3 separate regions of the Mus musculus genome follow, and all the other regions are linked to region 1. A link is a contact called in public Hi-C and HiChIP or PLAC-seq data. All regions are on one chromosome and are shown on one strand. Each heading gives the region's core, a stretch centred on a gene start, on an enhancer-like site or on the middle of the called end of the contact. The rest is flanking DNA. Distances are from core to core; before and after follow the strand shown.

The links. Hi-C and Micro-C count contacts between places; a contact is called where the count stands out from the background. HiChIP or PLAC-seq counts read pairs in DNA pulled down with a chosen protein or histone mark.
Region 2: a contact with region 1 is called in an H3K4me3 HiChIP or PLAC-seq map of intestinal villus epithelium, with 7 read pairs. The contact joins two enhancer-like sites. A contact is called at or near these places in 4 of 484 Hi-C or Micro-C datasets (bone marrow-derived dendritic cells, bone marrow-derived macrophages, liver and 1 more) and 6 of 115 datasets of contacts at active chromatin or transcription factors (hepatocytes, intestinal crypt epithelium, intestinal villus epithelium and 3 more).
Region 3: a contact with region 1 is called in a Hi-C map of liver, with 8 times the contacts expected there. The contact joins two enhancer-like sites. A contact is called at or near these places in 1 of 39 promoter capture datasets (liver), 1 of 15 datasets of contacts at CTCF or cohesin (liver), 6 of 484 Hi-C or Micro-C datasets (bone marrow-derived macrophages and liver) and 7 of 115 datasets of contacts at active chromatin or transcription factors (hepatocytes, intestinal villus epithelium, kidney and 2 more).

Annotation. Positions count from the first base shown.
Region 1 is chr1:105,177,280-105,180,787 of GRCm38.p6, forward strand. No RefSeq gene overlaps it. Among named protein-coding and RNA genes, the nearest start is that of Gm41925, 55 kb to the left of the region's middle. Within about 2 kb of position 1,727, at least 84 of the 459 cell types and tissues checked have an H3K27ac peak or open chromatin away from gene starts, as enhancers often do. A contact at or near this core is called in hepatocytes, intestinal crypt epithelium, intestinal villus epithelium and 1 more, where this site is marked.
Region 2 is chr1:105,090,948-105,094,455 of GRCm38.p6, forward strand. No RefSeq gene overlaps it. Among named protein-coding and RNA genes, the nearest start is that of Gm29012, 24 kb to the right of the region's middle. Within about 2 kb of position 1,749, at least 21 of the 459 cell types and tissues checked have an H3K27ac peak or open chromatin away from gene starts, as enhancers often do. A contact at or near this core is called in hepatocytes, intestinal crypt epithelium and intestinal villus epithelium, where this site is marked.
Region 3 is chr1:105,111,239-105,114,746 of GRCm38.p6, forward strand. It overlaps Gm41925 (a long non-coding RNA gene), which reads right to left. Exons shown (of 2, transcript XR_878425.1): 2 at 3,256-3,508. Among named protein-coding and RNA genes, the nearest start is that of Gm29012, 3.5 kb to the right of the region's middle. Within about 2 kb of position 1,718, at least 12 of the 459 cell types and tissues checked have an H3K27ac peak or open chromatin away from gene starts, as enhancers often do. A contact at or near this core is called in hepatocytes and liver, where this site is marked.

The DNA.
Region 1 (3,508 bases), core at 477-2,976:
ACTTTGGACCTGCTTTCATTCTCAATCAACCGCCTTAGGTTTAAAAAAAAAAAAACCCACACACCATCTCTATCCTGTACCTTTTCAAACAAGAGTGGAAGGATAAGAGGGAGTAAGACACAAACACCCTAGACATTGATGACTTGATGCTGTGGGAAACCTGCTTGGATAGGCGACCTGCTGTCTTCCTTGAACCCTGGCTCCGTGGCACTGCCATCCACCCTAGTTTAATATGTATTTTCATACACAGCTCAGTCCTTCTAGTCTCTGACATGCTATCAGTTCCTTCTGGGACAATTTGTACAACGTTGGAGTTCCATTAGTCACAGTTCCTGGGACCTGAGGGCAGCCGAAACTGTTCTAGGGTTAGTCTTGCGGTTTCCTCTCTCAGATACTGAAAGACTGGGAGCTTTTAGTTCCTGGGAGTTTTCTGATATTTATGTGTGGCCTTATTTAAAAAAGAAAAAAGTTTCCATTAGTCTGTTTATTTTTAGCTATAGTATTAAATATCCCAGTAGAAAAATAGAAGATCACAGACGCGAAAGGTCCTGTTAGCTTCCCAGCTGGAGTCATGCTGTTTAGAGGCTCAAAGTGGCTAAGTCCCGAGCCATTAATACCCTGGGAAAAAATGGAGTGCAGTTGTGCCTCTGAGATGCTTTCCTGACTTTAAGGACACTTTTATACTCTATTCCGGGAAAAGAAAACACATAATAGCCAAATACAGGCAGACTTTTTAGGTGCAGGAATGAGTGTCGACAGGACCCCTTAATGTTCTTCTAGCTAATCTTAAACTGCAGGCCAGACCCAGCCAAAGCACAATGAAAGTTGATGTATTAGGATGCAGCCAAGAACCCACTAGCATCAAGCCAGTCTGGGCCTTCTGCAGGCTTATGGGTGGTGGTGGTGGTGGTGGTGGTGGTGGTGGTGTGTGTGTGTGTGTGTGTAACTCACTAGTTTATGAACCAGACAGTCAATGTTAGTAACAGAAATGACTCTCAGAGCAGATGCTGTTTCTGCTGACTGCCATATTGCCAGCTCTGATGTGACTCTAACATTTTGAGCATAGATTAGATAAAAATTAGAATTAGACACAAAGGGTGAGATTTTCTCTAAAGACCTAGAAATGTCATTGTCAACATTCAGTTCTCTGCAGAAAAATGCAGTGCCCTGATCTTGTACTCCCTCTGTGTCCACGGGGCTCAGATGTGCAGCACAAACTCCTGTGTCACAAAGCCCTTAAAATACAGAGGTCTGAACTCACAGATTTCCTGGATCCTATAAAAAGGCTCTGGGGGCAAGCCAGGTGATGAGACCCACACAGAAGCTGTGGCTTCCTTCTCTCCTGGAGATGAGGGTGGATAAATATCAGTAGTGCCTCTCCTGTCTGCCCTCAAAGACTTCAATCTGGGATGCAAACTGGGAAGAACTCTGTTGTTGACTAGAAGAAATCAGGGAAATGAGCAGGCCAGCTAATTGTGAAACAATTTAACAAAGCTAAATTAGCAATAAGAAGAGGCAAAAGGATTTCTAGAGCCACTCGGGTATCCAGGGTGAAGTAAGAAGGCAATGAAGTTAGAAGAGAGCAATTTAAAAATTAACCCGTGTGTGAACTTACTCTGTTCAGAACAGGAATTCGAAAGCAAACAAAGACCAGTTGAGGCCCTCCTCCCTCCGGAGCAGGATTGGCATTTTAGAGGAGAAATTGATTGGTGGAGAACCCACTCTGCTGGGTAATTAAACAAGTATGCCGATCAATAGTCAGTATCTGGGATTTGGAAGCTCACTGCAAGCTAACACAGGGACACAGAAGGGAGGGGGAGGAACTGCTGGTTGCTTCGGGCAAGGCTAGAGCTTTAAGGGTTTTACACTAAAAGATAAATGCATGTTCCTTTCACCTTCCTTGCTTTAAAAACCTCTTTGATTCAGTATTAACCCAGACAAAAGGAAGAGCCTCCACTCCAAGCATTCTTCTCTTGGTGACAGGTGACAGTTTTAAAGGGTCCAATTTGTGATTACATTGTTCACTTATGCAATGCAATTAAGCTGCCGGTTAGGTTCATGTTGCTTTAAGAAAAATATGATCAAGTTACTTATTAGCTACCTTGAACCTGTCTCCCTAAGAATTAGAAGGCTGGCCAAGGATCAGTCCCAGCAGAGCTGGAGCTATCTGCTTTTCTGTTTGTTGTGGTCATAGAACCCATCGGATCATGAGCATGCTGTGTGTGTGGCTAAACATCTGCAGCTGCCCAGGCACAGGCCAGGCTCATTAGATGACTGGGCCTACTGGCCACCTGCCAAGGCATCTGACACAAGTGGGAGAAGGCTAACCTAACTCTCCCCTAGAAGCTAGGCGGTGGATACTTGTCTTCAGCACTCAGCAGAGGAAGCTGGGAGATGACCAGGCCAGTGAAAAGTCAGAAATAGAAAGGGCGTGGCTTCAGCTCTGAGATGCATGGTCAAGGCTGTCTCTGTGCTGCTGCTTTGTCTTGGTCTTGGTGGAAGTAAAATGGAAGGAAGACTTGGGGCCATCACCTCACCCTACACCCTGCACTCTGCTCCCTGCACCCTGCACCCTGCACCCTGCTCCCTGCTCCCTGCACCCTGCACCCTGCTCCCTGCACCCTGCTCCCTGCACCCTGCACCCTGCACCCTGCACCCTGCACCCTGCTCCCTGCACACTGCACCCTGCACCCTGCACCCTGCTCCCTGCACCCTGCACCCTGCTCCCTGCACCCTGCTCCCTGCACCCTGCTCCCTGCACCCTGCACCCTGCACCCTGCACCCTGCACCCTGCACCCTGCACCCTGCTCCCTGCTCCCTGCTCCCTGCTCCCTGTACCCTGCACCCTGCATCCTGCACACACTTGTCCAGGATTTCCTGCATTCCTGGACTTTTACAGAGGAAACAAGTTTCTTCCATTCCTTGCTTATCCATGAAGTATAAGCTTTCTAGCTGAGAATAATTGCAAAGGTGGTGTAATTGGTCTACAAATTGCTCTACAGTGAGGAATCTTGCAAGCACAACTAGCTAATGCACAACAAAAGCAACCACTGGTGGTTCCGAAGGAAAGAGCTGTTCTAGGTATGAACAAGTGATTTTCAGCTCAAAGATTTATGCTACAAAATTCTGGAGTCATTGAGAAAACAGGATTTAATACTTATTTTGTATCTTATTATTTTTACGATGATAATAATTACTTTATTGATATTGTTATGGTTAATGGCTATAAGTCTCAGGTGAGCTGGGAAAGTCCAGACAGGAAAGTTTACACACTGATAACATCTTCTGGCAGTTAGGAGCTGGGAAGTAACTGACAATAAGGGCAACATATTGATAAGAACATCCGAGTGGCATTTTATGACCCTGATATTTCAGGAAACAGATCTGAAGACGAAATTTTTACATTATTTTTTTTTATTACGCATTTTCCTCAATTACATTTCCAATGCTATCCCAAAAGTCCCACATACCCTCCCCCCCCACTCCCCTACCCACCCATTCCCACTTT
Region 2 (3,508 bases), core at 499-2,998, 86 kb before region 1:
TGTGGAAGATTTATCCTTTTATAACAGCTGACAAATACATTGTTGTATATTGTAATACATTGTATTTTTTTATATAAAGGTGTTGACAAATTAAGCAGTTTATTCAGCAAAGAAAAAATTATAAATTCTGATGCTTCTAGGAAACAGAACAGCTTCACAGTGCTCCATTCCCCATGATGGGCAAGTAGAATTTTAGAGAGAGGACATGACATAAGGAAATGATTTTTTCCATCTCTGTGCCTGCCATATTTGGGTGTGGTCTGATGAGCTGGAGCTTGTGACCAGCTGAGAATTAGATCCTGTTATTGGCTAAAACTCAGCCAGTTACACACACACACACACACACGTGTACACACACACACGTGTACACACACACACGTGTACACACACACGCACACATATACACAAATTATTTAATGGAGCACTAAGTAATTATAATTTTACAGGCATTCAGAGAATTTTGAGTAGTCAAGTATAAATCATTATGTCTCATTTTCTTTTCTAGATCAAAGGTGTTGCTTAAGACACCAGCAGCGGCTGCTGTCTGTCTGCAAACTCTGTCTGTCCACCTGGACAGTGGACACTGAACATCTTCTGGTTCTGAAATGGCAGGATTTGTGAAGTGTGTGTTGCTCACATAAACTCTGCTTAGTTTGCCAAAGCTTTCTCTTTCAAAATGTGATAGATGTTCACACTGTGACAAGATTCAGAAACTTGAACCTGGGAGACCCACTTGCTGACGGGTCCTCAGAGAGAGAGCGCATGCACCAGAAAAGCTGGGTTTGAATTCTGACTCTGCCACTCAGCCTGGATGAGTAGCCACCCCTCTGCTTTACAGTCTTCATCTGTAAAAGATGCCCATAAGGTATAAGGTTATGTTACTAGTAAAATGAATATTAAAACTGGATCTAGCACATGGTGAAAACATACTACATACACAATGCCAGTCTAGGCAACTGTGGTATAATTCTGAGATAATCAGACTTCTGTTTCACTGACAAAATGCCTGAGCATATACTTACAGGAGGAAATATTTATTTGGCTCACATTTTCAAAGTTTCCATCCATTTGGCAGAGAGAGAGTTGGGAGAGGAAACTAGCTCACACTGTCATGGCCAGGAAGGGGTGGTATAAACAGCAGAGGAGGATAGAGAACCCAGTCTATGTCTACACTCACAGGCTTTCTTCCCCTGCCACTATCCCTCCTTTTTCTCCAAAGGGGCCTAAGTTCAGAATAAATATTTTTGGAACTTTTAGATTTCCCACTTGAACCTTTCTGGGCGCTCTCTAATAATTCTCAGACTGTATTAGCCATATTCAAAGGGGGTCTTCTGCCCTTGGTTAATGTTCATTAGAAACATCATGACAGACTCACCCAGAGATGTATTTTACTCACCTCCTGGGTATTTGTTACTCTAATCAGGTCTCAATCAAGGCAGAGTCAGTGCTGGGCTAGGCATTAAAATATCTGCATACCCGACAGGGCTCTTGTCCTCAGTGCTTACCAGAGCTAGGATTAGCACTCTCCAGTTCACTGAATACAGATCAGAGGGAATCCCGCTCTGAGCCCATGCTGTTTGGCTTCCCCAGTGCCTATCAGGCCACCCCATCTGGATTTCAGCTATCCCTATTTTAGTATTTGAAGTCGCACTGTATTCCCAGTTTTTTGCATACTCCACTGTCTGACTCGCTTTGTCTCTTTCCCCACGTGAAGATGGCCCTGGGAATGAGATCTTCCATCACAGAAACACAAGAGGGCAGTAGTGGCTCTTAGGCTTGACCATGGTGGGGCTCTGGAAAAGAAGGGAAGTAGACATGGTAGAGGCTGAGCAAGGAAGGAATGGAGAGAACGAAGACAAAGAAGGAAGAAAAAATAAATATCATGAAAAGAACCAAGAACTAACCTTAATTACTTCCCCTTTGTCTTTGTTCCCTCCCCTTCAGGATAGTGTAGAAATTAAGAAATTAATTCCCCAAAGTGCCTTGTTGGGGAAAGGAATTCAGTATCCAGCCAGAGAGAGGAGGAAGGTCTTTAGAGACTGAAGCTTTGCCTGGGAGGCTGAGACACCAAGTACCCTAAGTGATCTAGAAAGAGGCCTCCCTTTCTCAGGCCACGTAGGGGCCAAACTAGCTTCTGCTGTGCTCAGGTCTTCCTTTTACTTGGAACTAGGATGTGCCCCTCTCCTGCTTGAAGCAGTCTTTACCTACCCTAGCTTGAAGTTTCTTCTCTCAGCCAACTGCCCTGAGTTTGCACTGCCAAATGGCACACCCTGCCCAGCCCTAAGCAAGCCAACAGTCCATTTTCCTTCCATAAGATTTACAACCAGGAACTAGATTACAGGGTAACAAAAATAAGCAGAGAGCAATTATCAAGATAAGGGTGCTTTTTTACAGCCTAGTAGCTGACTTACAGCTTCTATTTTCTTTTCCAAACTGGATTGACTTAATGTTCTCTCTCTCTCTCTCTCTCTCTCTCTCTCTCTCTCTCTCTCCCTCCCTCCCTCCCTCCCTCCCTCCCTCCCTCCCTCCCTCCCTCCCCCCAGAGCAAGGGTAACCAAATGTGCAAGGTTGCCAAGGCCTAAGGGATTTCTGTGCTACAACTGAGACAATACTTGTGCTACTGAACTTGGATTCTGAGACCCCCTCAAAAGTCACATTTACCCAGCAGTCCTTGAAAAAGCAATTAAAACCACAAAACCAGCAGCAGAAAGCAGTAAAAGGAGATGAACTCAATGTGACCACACTGGGACTAGGGGCAAAGAGATCCATTGACTCCTTCAGTCTATTTTTAGGGTCCTCAAGTTAAATTAGGATTTGGATAGAGGTCTGGGGATGCACACATCTAAGCAGTCCGGGTCAAGGTGTGACTCTGCCCACCACTGACTCACTATGATCTCTGTTTAGCCTCACTCTGTAAGGTGGTCTGACTTGTTACAACGGTATGAGATCTCTTTTATAAGAGACAAGAGGTCTCTTTCCCCACTACTGAGATCCACTGCTTCAGTAATCTGATAGTTAAATTGAGGAACACACGAGTCTCTTTAGAACATCTGCTGTTCTACCAAGCCACTTATTCTAGAACTAGAAGTAAAACTTGGTGACTCAGCACTGAAGTTAGACATGCCTCCTCCTCACCTCCCAGTCTGAGACTACGGAAAGCTGTCAGGCAGGGAGGCTCTGAAGGTGAGATTTGGAACTCATGCAGGTGCCTGTTTTGTGTCCAGTGGGCAAGAACATCATGGAGAACATTACTAAAGTAGGAGATGCCAATCTCAGATTCCTGCTTCCTCACATGGAGAAAGAAGAGAGCTAGGACTGGGTCCTGCCCGAGGATTCAAATGGTCTTTTTCTAGAAGATGTTTGTAAGCCAAGATAAAGGAAAAGAGAATTCTTCTCTTTCTGAAACAAAGAGAATTCTTTCCCCTTCTGGGTGTGGGACGCCCAGCATGGCAGCTCGCTAATGGCTGCCTAGAGATGCAATAGCTCTGAAGCTGTTAAGTACAGAATC
Region 3 (3,508 bases), core at 468-2,967, 66 kb before region 1:
CCAGGAAACTCAGCAAATTCGAGGGTCCTTTCCAGAAGTCCCCAGGTGCTTTGTGTTCCGGAAGCTCTAATTCCTCTCTTCCCACCACAGGAAAGTGCTGGTCTCAAGGGAAAGAAGCCAATTAAGCAGTTGCTTAAGGGTGAAGCCAAAATAATTCAGGACATTTTAATGAAGCTTCTAGCTGCTTTTCCTGAAATCTAATGAGGATGTCACTGGAATGGAAACAAAACAGATGCCACTAGTGTGAGGGCATCGAACAAAAGACACGCATCCTGATTCAATTCAGCAGGCTAAGGCTAGGGGAGGACACTGCCACTGGATGCTTTAGAAACAAACTAAACAACATCCCTAAGGTCCCAGGCAGGCTAGATAAACTGTGTGCACCCTGGGCTACTGTCCCCATGGGTCCAAATTCATAAGCTTCTATCTCTTTCACCTACTGGCATCTTATGAGGCAGAAGGGGCTTTGACTCATTTCTGCCTGGTGGGTTATTCTCTACCTACAGGATTCACTATTTACTGAGTTCTAGAAAATCAGGCCCTGCCCAGGCTCTCTTGGGGGGGGGGTTGGGGGGAAGAGTCAGATTCTAAGTGGCAGGAAGTATTCAGAATGTGACATAATAAAAAGCAGCATAAAACTTTTTTAAATGTTCTGATGAGATGGGAAAGAAAATTAAAAATTTAAGCCTCTTAAAATGGAAATCTTGCCAGCATGCCTTACAATTTGAAAACTCTTGCTTGTTAAAAAGCAGTGTGTGTGTGGGGGGGGGGGTGGGATGGGGAGAGGGAGCTAAGTATTGTGAGATGAACTTCAACAATATGATGAGTCCTAAGACGTGAGTCAGGTCTCTGAAGTTCTCCAAGTATAGCCATGGAGTCATAGTCCTCCCTGCTGCAAGCCCAGGGATACCCTCCTCATGGGATTCACGACCCTCATAAGGCTATTCTGAGCATATCATGGTAATGACTCTAAAAAAATCTCTTGAAAGTTAAAGATTTCTAACCACCTTCTGAGATTAGCTTAATCAATTAGGTCTCAACCTGAAATCAGGGAAGAAGAGCTACTTACATTAGAAGTAAGTGTTTCAGGGCAACCCTGTCTCTTCCCAAAAGATGTATGTTCCTTCTTCTCACTAGAGTGAGCAGAAAACCCTGGGTAGCAGGGTCACCTCCCATGGCTGGGGGGACACATGTCTCAGCACGGAGTCAGTAAATTATACCTTGTTTCCAAATATTGCTGTACACATGGCACCACACATTGACATGACATGGAGTAGGCATTCCCTGTGTCGCCCCAAATCACTAACTGTTCACATGCTCTTGTTTCTACTTGACTCTGGCAGAATCAGCAGCTTCATCTGATGGAGCCAGTGCCCCTCAGCATTGTGCTATCTTGGCATTTTCATGCTCTGTGCATTCATATCTGTAGGTCCACTATCCTATGCACAGAAAGCTCAAATTTTCACTTAATTTGATATAATTATATATTTATATTCACTACAGCATTTGGAGATTCTTAGCAGAGCATTTAAAATGAGTCTTGCTTTTTCTTATTTTTTACTATTTCACAATAGGAAAGCTAGACCTTTGCTTCTAAGGTGAGCAGATATGTCCGTGAGGTGTTTTGTTTTGCCTCAACATTTGGAGAGCATTGTTTCCTGGCAAGCATTGCACTCTAATGTGATGAAAGAATTGTGAAGCTCAACAGGACTGTGTGGGGACAAACATGTGTTATTATGACTTTAAACAGATCAAAGGAACTTTTTGGCATCTCTAACCCAGGTTGCTTGCAACTGCTCACATGTTTAGTGCATGTACAAACAGAAAAATGTCAGTTGTGCTGTGGTTTAAGTTTTACCCATTCATTCAATATCTAAGTGACTTAAAAACTTACATTCATTTAAAAATAAATAAGAGAATGAAAATCTGAAATAGTGAAAATGAAGTAGAAAATTAAGCCTAGCTCTAAAAGAAGCCTGACTTCTGCCCTACATGTGTGACCAGAGATAATGCCTTTGGGAGTGATACACTGAGGGCAAGTGAGCCTTGGCAAGCAGAACTAACACTGAGGTTGATGGCTTTGAGTCAATAGAGAGTTGATAAGGACTGAAGACTGAGGTCCACCATGTCACTCATGTCTGTGTCATAGAGCCTCAATAAAAATTCAGGCCACCAATACTTCACACAGGACTTCCTGGTCCTCAGGTGTCAGTGCTGGGACAGCAATTCATTCTAACATAGGCCATGGTTTTCAACTTTCAGGGCTACAACAAGCTTTTCACAGGAGTCATATATCAGATAGGTTGCATATCAGATATTTTATATTATGACCCATAGCAATAGCACAATTACAATTATGAAGTAAGGGCAAAAATAATTTTATGGTTGGGGTTACCACAACGTATGGAACTTTATTAAAGGATTGTAGCACTAAGAAGTTTGAGAACCACTGCTATAGGCAAAGAAACTCTCATTTGGTTCCTTCCTAGGATTTATCCCTATGTGTCAGGCTTAGAGGATAGCGTTTGAATGGCCCTGAGCCACATGTGATGTGTCATCACTGAGCTTACAAAGGGAAAATACCCTCAGCTCTCTATATTGCTTTAGACTTGCATGCAGGACTTTTCTTCTTCAAATCTCCTGTTGTTAGCATTATTTATGTTACTGGCAACGCCAAAAGTAAAACCAAGGTCTTCATAAGTGCTAAGCCCAATCTCTTCCACTGAGCTGACCAGCTAGACAGCAGGGTTTTGGTTTATTTTGCTTTTGCAGAAACACCTTACCATCAATAGCTTCCTCAGTGTAGCTTACAGAAATTAAATAACAGATACAGACCCAGTCACTTGTTTATTCTGGAATACCATCTATCCTCTTGCCACTAAAGGGAGTTTTGCAAACTCTACAGGTTTAATGTTCAAGCCTTGTGTGTGGTCTCTCCATCCACACAGTAGCCCCGATACTTCCTTTTATGGGGGGTGGGAGGAAGGGGGCTTCCAGGTCCATGTTCCTTGCTATCCATGGAGTTCCTTTTCATGGAAATGATGACTATGATGTCAACTGCCCATCAGGGAGTCTGGCTGAGACTCTGCATAGAATGTTCATCTGTAGCGCTTTTGTAGGGAACGTATTTTCAGAGTAAAGGTTCACAGGGGTGGGGTGGGGTGGGGTGGGGTATGGTGGGAGGGAGAGTAGAGGGAAATAGCACACCAATAGCAACCTCTCAGGCACTTCACGTCCACGCAGAACCTCAGAATGTGACCTCAATGGGAAACAGGGTCTTTGTTGGTTTGAGATAGGGCCATTTTGGATTTGAGTGGCTCCTACATACAATAACTGTCCATAAATGAGAGAGAACAGTATACACAAAGACACACAGGGAGAAGCCATGCATTCAGGAGATTGTAATAGAAGCCAGAAGCACTGGTAACCAGCAGAAGCCAGGGAAAGACAGTAGGTGTTCTTCATCACAGATTTCAGCCTCTTTAACTGTAGGAGAATACTCTGATGA